2 separate regions of the Lactuca sativa genome follow, and region 2 is linked to region 1. A link is a contact called in public Hi-C data. All regions are on one chromosome and are shown on one strand. Each heading gives the region's core, a stretch centred on a gene start, on an enhancer-like site or on the middle of the called end of the contact. The rest is flanking DNA. Distances are from core to core; before and after follow the strand shown.

Region 1 (5,982 bases), core at 2,048-4,547:
GAAACTCACCTTATTGGCGTTAGGTTTTAACCAAAGCTTGTCACGTTACACGCAACCTTAATTGCTAGAAAACTTTGAAAATCCCCGAGAACTTCTAGCTCGTACTTCTGCTTCGATTCTCAATCTATTTCCAGAATTCATGTGGGGTTTTCACTCGATTTTTAATGCTATATATAATACCTAGATGCTTAACTGATGAAGCTCTTCCATTAACTCGAATTTACTGTCTAATCAAAGTGACGTTTTTCTTTCTTTTAGATATTAAGCCTCATAATTTGTTACTAATTGCATCATTAACTATGAACTAATCATTATTCTATTAATATATTCTGATCATATTTTTATTTTATTTATTTTGATATGAATTATTACAAAATGATAATACGTTAAACCGTAAAATATTCAATGTATTGTAGATACTTTACACTCATTTTTTTTTCATTTTAGACAACCAACAATTACAAAATTAAGTTTTATACGGTATATAACTATATATACTCATGCCTTCACAGACGAAATAAAAACAATTCATAGCTACATCAATTTGCTTAAACCAAACAACTACGAACTCCAATTAATAACAATTAATCAATTTCACAACATACTATTTGATAAACAAGATCTAGTGAAATTACGAATCCAAATGGACGTACCAATGAAGATCATCTAGATCCTATGATGCATGGGAGATGAAGATCCCTTCACAAATTTCATCTCTTGAACCTCATCAACTTCTTCTACTTCATCATCCCATTGTTTTGGATCATCACAAGGACCATAAGCCCAACTACAACCTAAAAAGTAGAAAAAATTTGCCAAACTCAAAATGGCAAGAATCCAATAGTAATAATCATAGTGACCTTGGTTCAAATTGTTTGAAACCCAACTCACTCTTCCACCTTGTTTTGAGTACCCATTCACGACCCCAACAATTAGACTCCCGACCAGGTTTCCAACAGCATTCCCAAGTGCAAATAGAGCCACTCCAATGCTAGTCATACTCTTTGGAAACTGAGAGTAGTAGAACTCTATTTGCCCTATTGCATTGAAAGCCTCAGCTAAACCTATCAAGGAATACTGTGGTACTAGCCAGAATGCAGACATATTTACAACTCCATAAGGGTTCCTCGAAAGCCCTTGGGTAATAGCTGCATCACGCCTCTTTCTTTCCACAATTGCCGACACAACCATGGCTAGACATGAAAGAAAAATACCGATTCCCATTCTTTGTTTTAGGCTAAAACCTTGTGGTCTTTTTGTGAGTTTTGCAATCTGGCGTACTAGAAGTTGGTCATAAAGAGCGACCCATATGGTTAAAGTTAGTAATGCAAAAACATCGAAGGATCCTGGTGGAATTTTGAAACTCCCTATCAAATGTCGATCCATGGAGTTTGCTTGAAGCACAGGGAAAGAGTGTTGGTTTACAGTGACTGCGATCACTATGCCTGTTGACCATATCGGGAGCACCTTGATTAGTGCTTTGAATTCTTCGACTTGCTTCACTGTGCACATGCTCCATGGATCTACAGCTTCTCCTGTAGGAGTCACATCCTTCTCGGGGTTCTTCAGTATGCAGGCTTTGTTCAAGAATCTACATAAACATAAGAGAAACAAACAAGAAAGAATATATCCGATTTAGCTAGTCTTTTTTTAATAATATATATCGCATATATCACTTTGCGTTATTAACAACGATAAAACACTAGATTTTATAAATCGAGAGTATATACTACGAATCTAACCATAAATTCTTATGTATTGTTTTCGGAGTTTCCAAAGCAATTTTTAGTAAAGGATCTATGCCTAACTTGGTCATGCTTCTTGCATGTTGTCGTTACCTAACTTATGTATACCAGCTAGTTTGGTAATCAAATAGTGTAAATATTGATGACATTAGATGATGAAAAAAAATACCGTATTTTGTTCGTGGGTACGATAATCTTGGTACCCTTGTTGTGATGAAACCAATGGTTCGAACTTTTTGATGGAAAAGCAAGATCTTTATTCTTGAAAGATGCGGCAACAACTTGAAAAAAGCCAGTGAACAAGCTCTTATTTGCCTTCACTTTGATATAAAGAGGAGAACCGATGAAAAACATGGTAGTTGAGCATAACATCAACACTGCAGGAATTCCAAAACCTAAAATCCATCCTTTCTCCGTTTGAATATAAACTATAACTGTGACTGATATCATCACAGAAATCCCAACCGAAGCATAGTACCAGTTAAAAAAACGCTGTAGGATTTTTGGGTTTTCTGGATTTTCAGGCTGATCAAACTGGTCTGCACCAAAGGCTAATGAACATGGCCTAATCCCACCTGAGCCTATCGACATCACTGCAAAAGACATGAACAGGAGGGCGAGTTGGAGATGATTTGGTTTTGTACAGCTCTCAACCGTTGGATCACAACTTCGTGGTCTTGCTGCTGGAAATAACGTCGTTAACCACACCATAGTCATTCCCTAAAGAAACACATATTACATCATTGATAATTAGACATTCAATATAAGTGTGAAATTATGATGATATTAGAATGAGACTTGATCTTACAATCAAAGAAACGATTGATCCTATTCCAATCACGCGAAAACGTCCCAAATATGAATCAGATAGAAAAGCTCCCAAAGTAGGCATGAAATTTGAGATGGCTCCCCATAAGAACAAGATGCTTGCTCCAGTTGCGCTGCTTAAGTGATACTCGTTTTTCAGGTACAAGATCATATTTGCACGAAGTCCAACACTCGCAACCCTTTCAAACCCCTCATTTACTACAAACATTTAACAAGAAAATTAACTAAGCAAATTAAAGTTTTGTTATATGATCATTTAATTTGCTTTTTACCACAAGAAGCAAGTAGTTAATTCATGTACCTATGATAAACGGCATAGTTCGAAGACCTCCTTTTTGAATTGATCCTTGTTTAGAGACGCTTTCTGACTCAATCGAAGACATCTCCATGTTCTCCACCTACGAAAATCGCAGGGAAAATCTCGTAATTTTTCCACAATCAACAAAACAAGATATAAATAGTAGCTAGGATCGAGTTGAAAACTAACGAAAACAAATTAACAAAACCGCAGATATATCTCTCTCTGTTTATCAACTTGTGCTTTTTTCTGGATCATTTGTTAGGCATGGTATTGGCAGACAAATATGTTTCGTCAGGAAAAGGTCTTCTATTATCTAGCGTAAATAAACATCCTTGATGATGTTACTTTGATAGCTTAATAAACAAAACGCCATGAATTGAACAAAGCCATCGCCACTGTAGTGCCTGTAAGATTATATATTTCGTTATTTATATTCAGAAGTCTCTATATATTGATGTTACTTTGTATACAACTACAAGAGCTACTTGCCAAATGACATCAAAAAAGACGTCACACGTGTTAGGGATATACATGTACTATATGGTATATGGTAAGTAACGTCTGACAGAATATTTTGTTGCTATTTACGTTCAAATGACATCATGCATGTGTGCTTTGTTACTTGTACTTCATGCATGAACACTTTGTATATTAATTCACAAAGTTTATGTTTTGCTGATTGTACCTTGTCCATCCATACATGTACTATGCGTAAGATGCAACAAAAGAGAATATCTTTGGAGGATTCTCTTTTATGATTGTGGGATTCCTTTTTGTGGGTACGTAATACTGTTTTGAAGCAATATCTACATATATAGTCTTCTTAGTGGGTGTTAGAAATTAAATTAAAGGGTTAAAACTGTTTTTACAAAACCTTTTGTTTATAGTATTGTTAGGTTGTCAATTTTTTAATCTATTATTTTATAATTTATAATTTTGGCCTAAATCTTAAATTTTTTTACGATTTTGTTTCTAAACATTTTTTTATAAATTCATTCTAAAATTAGTTTTTCTTGACAAATTAACATTTTTAAGACTTTTATTACAACCTTTTGTACAAACTTTTTAAATATTTATTTTGCACTTTTTATGAAAAAATTTGCAATATTTTTAACTTTTTCTACAAGTTTTTTTCAACTATTTTAGAACCTTTTCAAACTTTTTTTAGAGCATTTTGAAAATTGTCTTGCAATCAAAACAAAAAATAAAACGAAACCCATAAAACTAATTTTGTTATTCAACCTATGCATTTTCTCTTTCCATATTGAGTTTGAAAATATATCGAGTAATAAAGTTGGGTCTATGGGTTCGATTTATTTCTTTTGTTGATTGTAAAACAATTCTAAAAACATTCTAAAAGGTTTCCAGATCAAAGCTTAGTAAAAGTGTTCGTTTGGATGAATCGGTTCGATCTAATCTAATCAATTGAATACAAATTAATTTTGGTTTTTAAAACATATATCCAAATAGTCCGAATAAAATTCAAATTCGATTAGATCCGATTCAGAATGGTTGGATCGATTTTTATAAGTTGGATTGAAAAAACGGGAACATTTTAAAACGATAGATAATTATATTATTATCCAATTTTATAGAAAAAGAAAAAAAATTATTTAGTTGCAATTTAAAATTTATAAATAACTACTAATAAATTATATTATAGTTTAATATTTTATAGATAAATTATTTTGAGAGAAAATACATATTAATGTTTTTTATTAGGTGAAACATTTTGAACCTATTTGAAAAAAAATAAATTATAAAACTAATAAATAATTATAGATGTATTAAAAATAAATAATAATAAATTGTTATTTATTTTTATAGAATATTCAGTTCTTATTTTATAAACCAAAATCAATTTGAAATCTAAAATAATTATTTAGTTTTGTTGAATACCAATCCGAAAATTCAAATATTCGAACCAAATAGTCTGACAAATTATCTAATTGAATAATTCGATTTTATCCAAATAGTGAATAACCCTAAAGCTTGGTGTCCATAATACTTTTCTAAAATTGCAAGTAAATGAGGATCAAAATTATACTTGGATGATTTGATGATGACCAAGATAATCTTTTTTGAATACAGATCAATATAATAATAGGTATCCCATACATAATTTATGAAAATTTGTTGTTATGGAAGAACGAAGATATAACATTCGGGTAAATGTAACATCCTAAATTTTTCAGAGTTTTAAATGCTATAATTATAAAATTAATTTGGGGATTAACCCGCATTTAATTAAAAATCGGTCCCATAAAAATATTCACAACTAAAACATTTAGTGCTACCAATAAACATCATACAAATCATAGCAATCAAATATAAATTACATCAATATCATTAACAAAGAACCTGGCAAGCTCCACTCCATCTACTATCTCTTAACTTCTAACTTCTATCAATCATCATTTCTCATGAAGTACATCTTGAGATATATGACATCAAAAAGAGATACGTAAGACAATAATGTCTCATGAGATACGTGAGTTTGTGAACCAAAAAATTTATCATATTTTTATCAAAAAGAGTTCATTATGAAAAACATATTTTCAAATAGACATTTTCCATGTTCCATTCTATAACGCCCACAAATTCATGTTAGTCAATTTAGAGATAACATGCGTTAAAAATGACTTTTTGATAGAAAATTATTTTGGATAGATAATTTTAATCAAATTTATAGTATATGTTGCAAGGATTTCATACACATAAGAATGTTGAAATCTGACTTATAACGAAGAAGTTATGACCCGTTGAAGTTTCATGAATATACCGACACAACTCTGCTTATTGTAAAAAGTAAACTTTTGATAAGTTACGTTTTAGCCTTAGTAATCTAAACAAAAGCCGTAGTAGTCGTTAAACCGAGAGCATGCATATAGAGAACGTCGAAATCTAACTTCATTTGAGGAGGTTATGATTTTTCTAAGATTCAGTGTTGTAGTGTACAATCTAAATGAGAATTGAAAATCTCGTTAATAGGAGCTCAATGATATAAAAACTGTCAGAAAACGGACGTTGGATGACAATGTTATGAATTTTTAACGGACTTTAACTATCTAAGACTGTTAAAGTATAACTTTAAAAATAAAGTAAAAT
Region 2 (5,982 bases), core at 1,374-3,873, 270 kb after region 1:
AATTTTATATATAAGTTACTGTAAAAAGTTTGAAATATAATTTTCGTTATTAATTTTTTGTTTACCTTTTCATATTTATAGAAAAATAAGTGTGAATGAGATATATAAAACATTGTTTGTCAAAGATTTACGTTCTTTATAAAGCAAAAATAAATTTTTTAGTTGTAAATTTGGTTATGGTTTTAGGTTTTTTCGTGTCATAACTTTTATGGAATCGTATTAACTCGTCACGGGTTCTTCTTATGTTCTCAAATGGAAACTTCAGTACTCCATACATTTCAAAAAAACTTACGACAGAAAATGTTAGTATTGGCAAACAGATCGTGACTAGTTTATACAGAAGATATTTTGTTCGTGGATATTTTTTTATTATGTACAAAAATCTTATTGACGTAGTTTTGTTTTCTTCTCATTATCCATATAAATGCACACCATGCAAGAAAAACTGGAATAAGAAATATAGACGACAGAATATTGATCGTTTGTTTTAGCAAACAGTTTCATTATTTTTTTAGCAATACTTCCTATTGAATGGATTTGACGTAATTGTTTTGATATATTTTACCTCATTAATTTTCATTTGATAAGACCATCAATAATTTTACTACGGAAAATAAAAAAGAATTATGTCATGTCATCCTCTTGTTTCATCCTTTTCTCGATCTCTCGCATTAATCTCCAATGGATAGATGCTTTCTTAAATACTCAGATTAAGCTTCGTTAATGATTACGTTAATTCATGCTTAAGTATGTGAAAATTTACAGCATACTATGTATATATGTATATATATATATATACCTTTCCAAACGGAGAAACAAGCTGGTGAAGTGCTGTTATTCTGTCTCCTAATTTTTCTTTCCTCACCTATTTTTGACATCAAAAAACAAATAGAAGAATCAAAATAACAAATTGTATTTTTGCAATGATTAACATATATACACCTCTTTTACATATATTTTTTAAAGACTTTTTATCATCTCTTTGTGTGGATATAATTAGCACAGATGAACTAAAGAATCGTTATGGACTAAAGAAACCGACAATCAAGAAGGACAACAGTTATCTTCCAAAAAGTACTTCTTCCTGTATTTGGGTTTTCCACCTTCTGTATTTGTGTGATTGTGAAACAAAGAAAAGGATCGAGAGAGATCTAACTTGAGCTAAGGTAAATTACCTTGAAGGTAGATTGGTTTGACGAAGGTTGAATTTTAGCTTTCTTGGATACCCCACCAGTAGCAGTGCTATTACACTTCATAAATTGAAAAAAAAAGGAAAGAATGAGAAGGTATGAGCTATCAAAATTACGCAAGTTCATGTACTTCTGCCATGAACAGATTAACTAGTCGTTTACCAATTAAATGCTATATATAGTACTTGAACCATAAGTGACAACCAATAAGTAGGAATCCATGGCTAGAAGAGATCGATATCATGTGACTTAACAGAAAAATATGGTACGATCAAGTAGTCGAAAGAAATCTTGATTGAAATCATTAAAAAAGAGAGAGAGAGAGAGAGTTACCTCAGATGAGCGATCTGGAGGAGGGTGTCTTCCATCTGTTTTGTTGCTCATCGTGGTAGAAAAATCAAGCATGTTGTTGCTCAAACTCGAGATACAAGAATTAGGAGATGAAACGGGGATCATTGGATTAGACCAAGTATTTGGTTTAACGCCATGAAAGTCGACGTTGCCGTGGCCATATGATGATCCGTAATTAAGTGAGTTTTCTTGCTTCACTCCGGATTCTACCATGGGATTAATCTGCTGCTGCTGTTGCTGATGATGATGATGAGTATGATGATCATGTAGTAGTTGTTCTTCCCAATTCTCCAGTTTCTTGACTTGTTGCATATGACTCAAAGTTGACTTGTCGTCTTCTCCCACTAATCCGCTCCTATTAAATTTTGTACAAAGATCGGAGTATCAGTCAAACTGTGCATGTGTATGAGTGTTCGATCTATCTTTTTGTTGTCCATAAAGAAGCACAAAAAGACTTAAAACATTTGTACCCAAGGACTTAATTATGAAGAAACCCATGTACCCTAAACTAAAAAGACTGGAGAGATGAGAGAGAGAGAGAGAGAGAGAGAGAGAGAGAGAGAGAGAGAGAGAGAGAGAGAGATTTGTTTACATGAGTAATTGGCTTAAGGAATCAGGAAAGTCGTGATGATTATCATGCCATGGAGAAAGTGAAACTGGTGGTGGTGGTGCATATTGGTGATGAAAGAAGTGGGGTTGTGGAGAAGCAGCAAAGAAGGGAGCTTGAGGAGGAGCGGGTGGCGGGGAAGGTCTGGTGGTAGCCATCATACTCCACCAGTTGTTTGGACCGCCGGCAAGCATTTGTTGCACCGGTGAACTTTGCAACATATTTCCTCTATTCATTTCCCCTCTCAAAAGAAACAAGCATACAAAAGATTAGCTTTCCCTTTTTTTTAACTTTAATATTTTTTTTTCTTGCTCGATCACTCGCTCTCAATTTGTTTTTTTCTTGAATCTCCCCCAAGCTAACACTCCACTCTTTGTAGAAACTTTCAGAGGTCTTCCGATACTTGATTAAGTAGTGAGAGAGAGAAAGAGAGGAGTGTGGTTTTGAATGATGGGGTATTGAGAACCTTTTTTGTCTTTGTATTCTCTCCTTTCTCTCCTTTCTTTATTAGCTTTCTCTTTTCTTTCTTTATTTTTTTTTTCTGTTTTATATATTTTTACTTTTTTCTTTGCTTTTGCTTTATCATCAAAGTAGGGCAGCGAAAAAAGGTCGTGCCAATTCAATTCTACTTAAATAATTAGAACCCTAAGAAAAATCAAATGGTTCTAAATAATATAAATAGAAAAGTAACACTACTTGTACTTCATATATATATATATATATATATATATATATATATATATATATATATATATATATATATATATATATATATATATATATATATATATATATCGAATCGTACATACATGCATGACAAGTTCATACTAACTTCCTATATATGATGCATACGCTCCATTATAATGACCAAACTTTATTCATTCTCATTTTGAGATAAGTTTAGTTGAATCAAAGTATTAGTTCAAAATGTCATAATTTCGGAAGAAATGTTGTGACAAATTCAACAAAGAATAATGAATAATGGGATTTTATTTTGGATAAGTTTTTACGATCCTGTTTGTTGGGTTACATTACAATAAGTAAAGAGCAAAGTAAATTATAGTAAAACCTTTTTCACTCTCTGGCAAAACTTAAACAATTCACCCATTGCTTTGGCATGGGAAAAGTCGAGGTGATCTTCATAATTAATGATAAGTTAGGCATAAAGTTAAACCAAAAAAGATAGAATGGTAAAAGGTGTTTGTATTTATATACAGATTTAAACAAATATTTAACTATGTTTGAAAAATAAATTTTATTTTTAATTTGAAGTATTACATGGTCACTCTTTGTCATAATTATAATAGCCATTTTAACGTCATGCATCTATTTAAAGTATTTCTTGTAATTCGTGACGTAATGATCGAAACGTAGTTCTATTGAATACAAAATAAATTTAAATTTATAAGAAATTCGTAAAGAAAATAGCTTGAGCATTTTTAATTTAAATTTAAAGAAACTTCCGTAGGCGTAAATTATATATAACCCAAAATTTCTATTAAAAAGGAAAATATTTTATGCAAAAGTTAATGAACATCGAGGGAACACTTGAATTCAAAAATTTCCAGCCTTAAAATTCAAAATCAAAATCAATTCTAATAATTATGAGACTGATTAAGCGATCATGATCATTTTTTGTCCTCCTGAAGAGAAATCTAATCTAGATTCATACTACTTTTATTAATTCATACTACTTTTATTAAAGTTGGTTCAAAACATAAAAGTAGATTTCCAATAAATTGATACTGAATTTTAAGGGCATACTTGGTTTATAATGAATTTTACCTTACACTTAAAGTAACATTACAATAATGTTATAGGAAATTAAGCAATCTAATCATATTTTCGAGCTTTTTTCTTTTAAATATTTACAATTTCTTAAGTAACCATTTTTTTTTGAAATAATCACATGCCAAACGGGCCAAATTCATTATTGTATAGCTGAATGTTATATATATATATATATATATATATATATATATATATATATATATATATATATATATATATATATATATATATATATATATATATATATATATAGGAAGGATCATTTAAGAACTCATAGTTTTCCGAGAACCTGAGAACTAAAGGTGGAGCGTTAGATCAAAATTTTGAATGACTTGGATTGATCATGGCATAATTGTAATTATCACTTGTTTTAATGGCATCAAAGACATTTTATAAGGAATTATACGGGTATATTGGGAATTAAAAATATCACTTCCTACCAATTAATAATTAATTTAGTTTATATACCAAACACACACAAACACATAATAATTCTCTCTCTATTCCTCATCAGATCTCTCTTTCCCTCTCTCTAACTCTCACGTCCTTATGCGTCTCCATCATCAGTTCGCTGGAGTTCATTGCCATCGTCGACCTCACCTTTGCGTCCTCTGTCGACTGAAGATCTGAACGAAGTTTCTCCGTTCAAACAATCGCCTTTTCACTCTCCAGGTCTACTACATCCACCTTCCATCTCCCACTTCTACCTCTTCCGACGATGAACAACGACTTACAGATCCTTTTTCCTTATCTGTCATTTCATCGATAGCGAATCCACAAGCTAAGAGATCGACGTCGTTCATTTTCATCTTCGATTGCAATAGTAATCGTCAAATCACATTTGTAGATCACTTCGATCTGGCAAGGGTATCTATCTGCCTAACCTCCGAGTTCAAATTTTTATGAGCTTGAATCTCACTCTAAATTTGGTATATGCTGATGAAAATTTAGGTATCATCTGTTTCTCTTGTTCATTCCTTATCTTTGTTTGACCTTTATAAATTGTTTTTGCCTAATCATTAATTTGAACCTATTTAGTCAATATGTTTTTAAAAAGAGTTAAATCCTTGTGTTGATTGTAGGTATAAAAATTGACACATGTGTTATTGAAAAATATAGATATTTTTTTGCACTCAACATGTTCGATGAAATGCCTCAATGAGAAATATCACATGTTAACTTCACTTTGACTTCATGAATGATGAACCAATTCCAGTTTAGGATTTTGTCCAAGTCAACATCGGAAATGTCGATGAACTCGTTGCCAATAAAGTCATTACACGGGTACTAACTATATCATTCTACCTAAAGTGGCTGAAATTTGAGTTATTGTTTTGTATAATGCTGCATGACTGGATAAATCTTCATGATATTCATCAAATAGTTTAAAGGTTAGTGTCTTGATACATTAATCCTAGTTTTTTTTACTTAACTTATTAATACACTGTGTCCAGATTAAGATTAAGTAAAAAAGAAAGTCATAATAGTGGTCTGGATTGATTGAGTTAAAAAAAAGGATCCTAAATCATTGAAACTTAGTAAAAAAGAGATATCCTGTAAATGTTTGAAATGGTTATAGTTGCAGCATATTGAGGTATTGACACCAATGGAGAAACTCTAGTACTATGTTGTCCAACAAAATCTGATATTTCTTTAGCTTTTTGATGTAATAGATTCAAGCAATTATTAAAATGTTGATCATAGATATTTAGCAAGTTCTTATCATTCTGGAACAATATCTGGATTTATGCTCTTGACATCATTTGGAACAACAGTAAGAACTTTTGCAATTTTTTTTTCATTTTAGAATTGGAATAAAAAATACATACTTTTCCAATTTAGGGCAGTTGTAATTGATCTTAGTGCTCTTTTATATATATTTTTCTAAGTTTGTGTTATATTGGAATGTAAAAAGTTGTATCTTTGGTTACATAAAAATTAGAAAAAATTATGTTGGTAAAGAAATATAACCTTTTTGTGTTGTTTTGTTATACAAAAATATTTCATGATCCATTTGTTAGATTAATGTCTAAGTTCATAACT

What was found. Hi-C and Micro-C count contacts between places; a contact is called where the count stands out from the background.
Region 2: a Hi-C map of seed shows a contact between it and region 1, with 4 times the contacts expected there. The contact joins the promoter of LOC111893394 here to the promoter of LOC111893382 in region 1. A contact is called at or near these places in 2 of 4 Hi-C or Micro-C datasets (leaf and seed).

The regions. Positions count from the first base shown.
Region 1 is chr8:147,965,873-147,971,854 of Lsat_Salinas_v11, forward strand. LOC111893382 (protein NRT1/ PTR FAMILY 1.1) reads right to left here and starts at 3,298. Exons shown (of 5, transcript XM_023889450.3): 1 at 3,061-3,298; 2 at 2,875-2,971; 3 at 2,554-2,771; 4 at 1,915-2,465; 5 at 459-1,591. The coding sequence starts at 2,962. The coding sequence ends at 667.
Region 2 is chr8:148,234,811-148,240,792 of Lsat_Salinas_v11, forward strand. It overlaps LOC111893394 (transcription factor bHLH68), which reads right to left and starts at 2,624. Exons shown (of 9, transcript XM_023889455.3): 1 at 2,134-2,624; 2 at 1,524-1,896; 3 at 1,176-1,250; 4 at 800-865. The coding sequence starts at 2,384.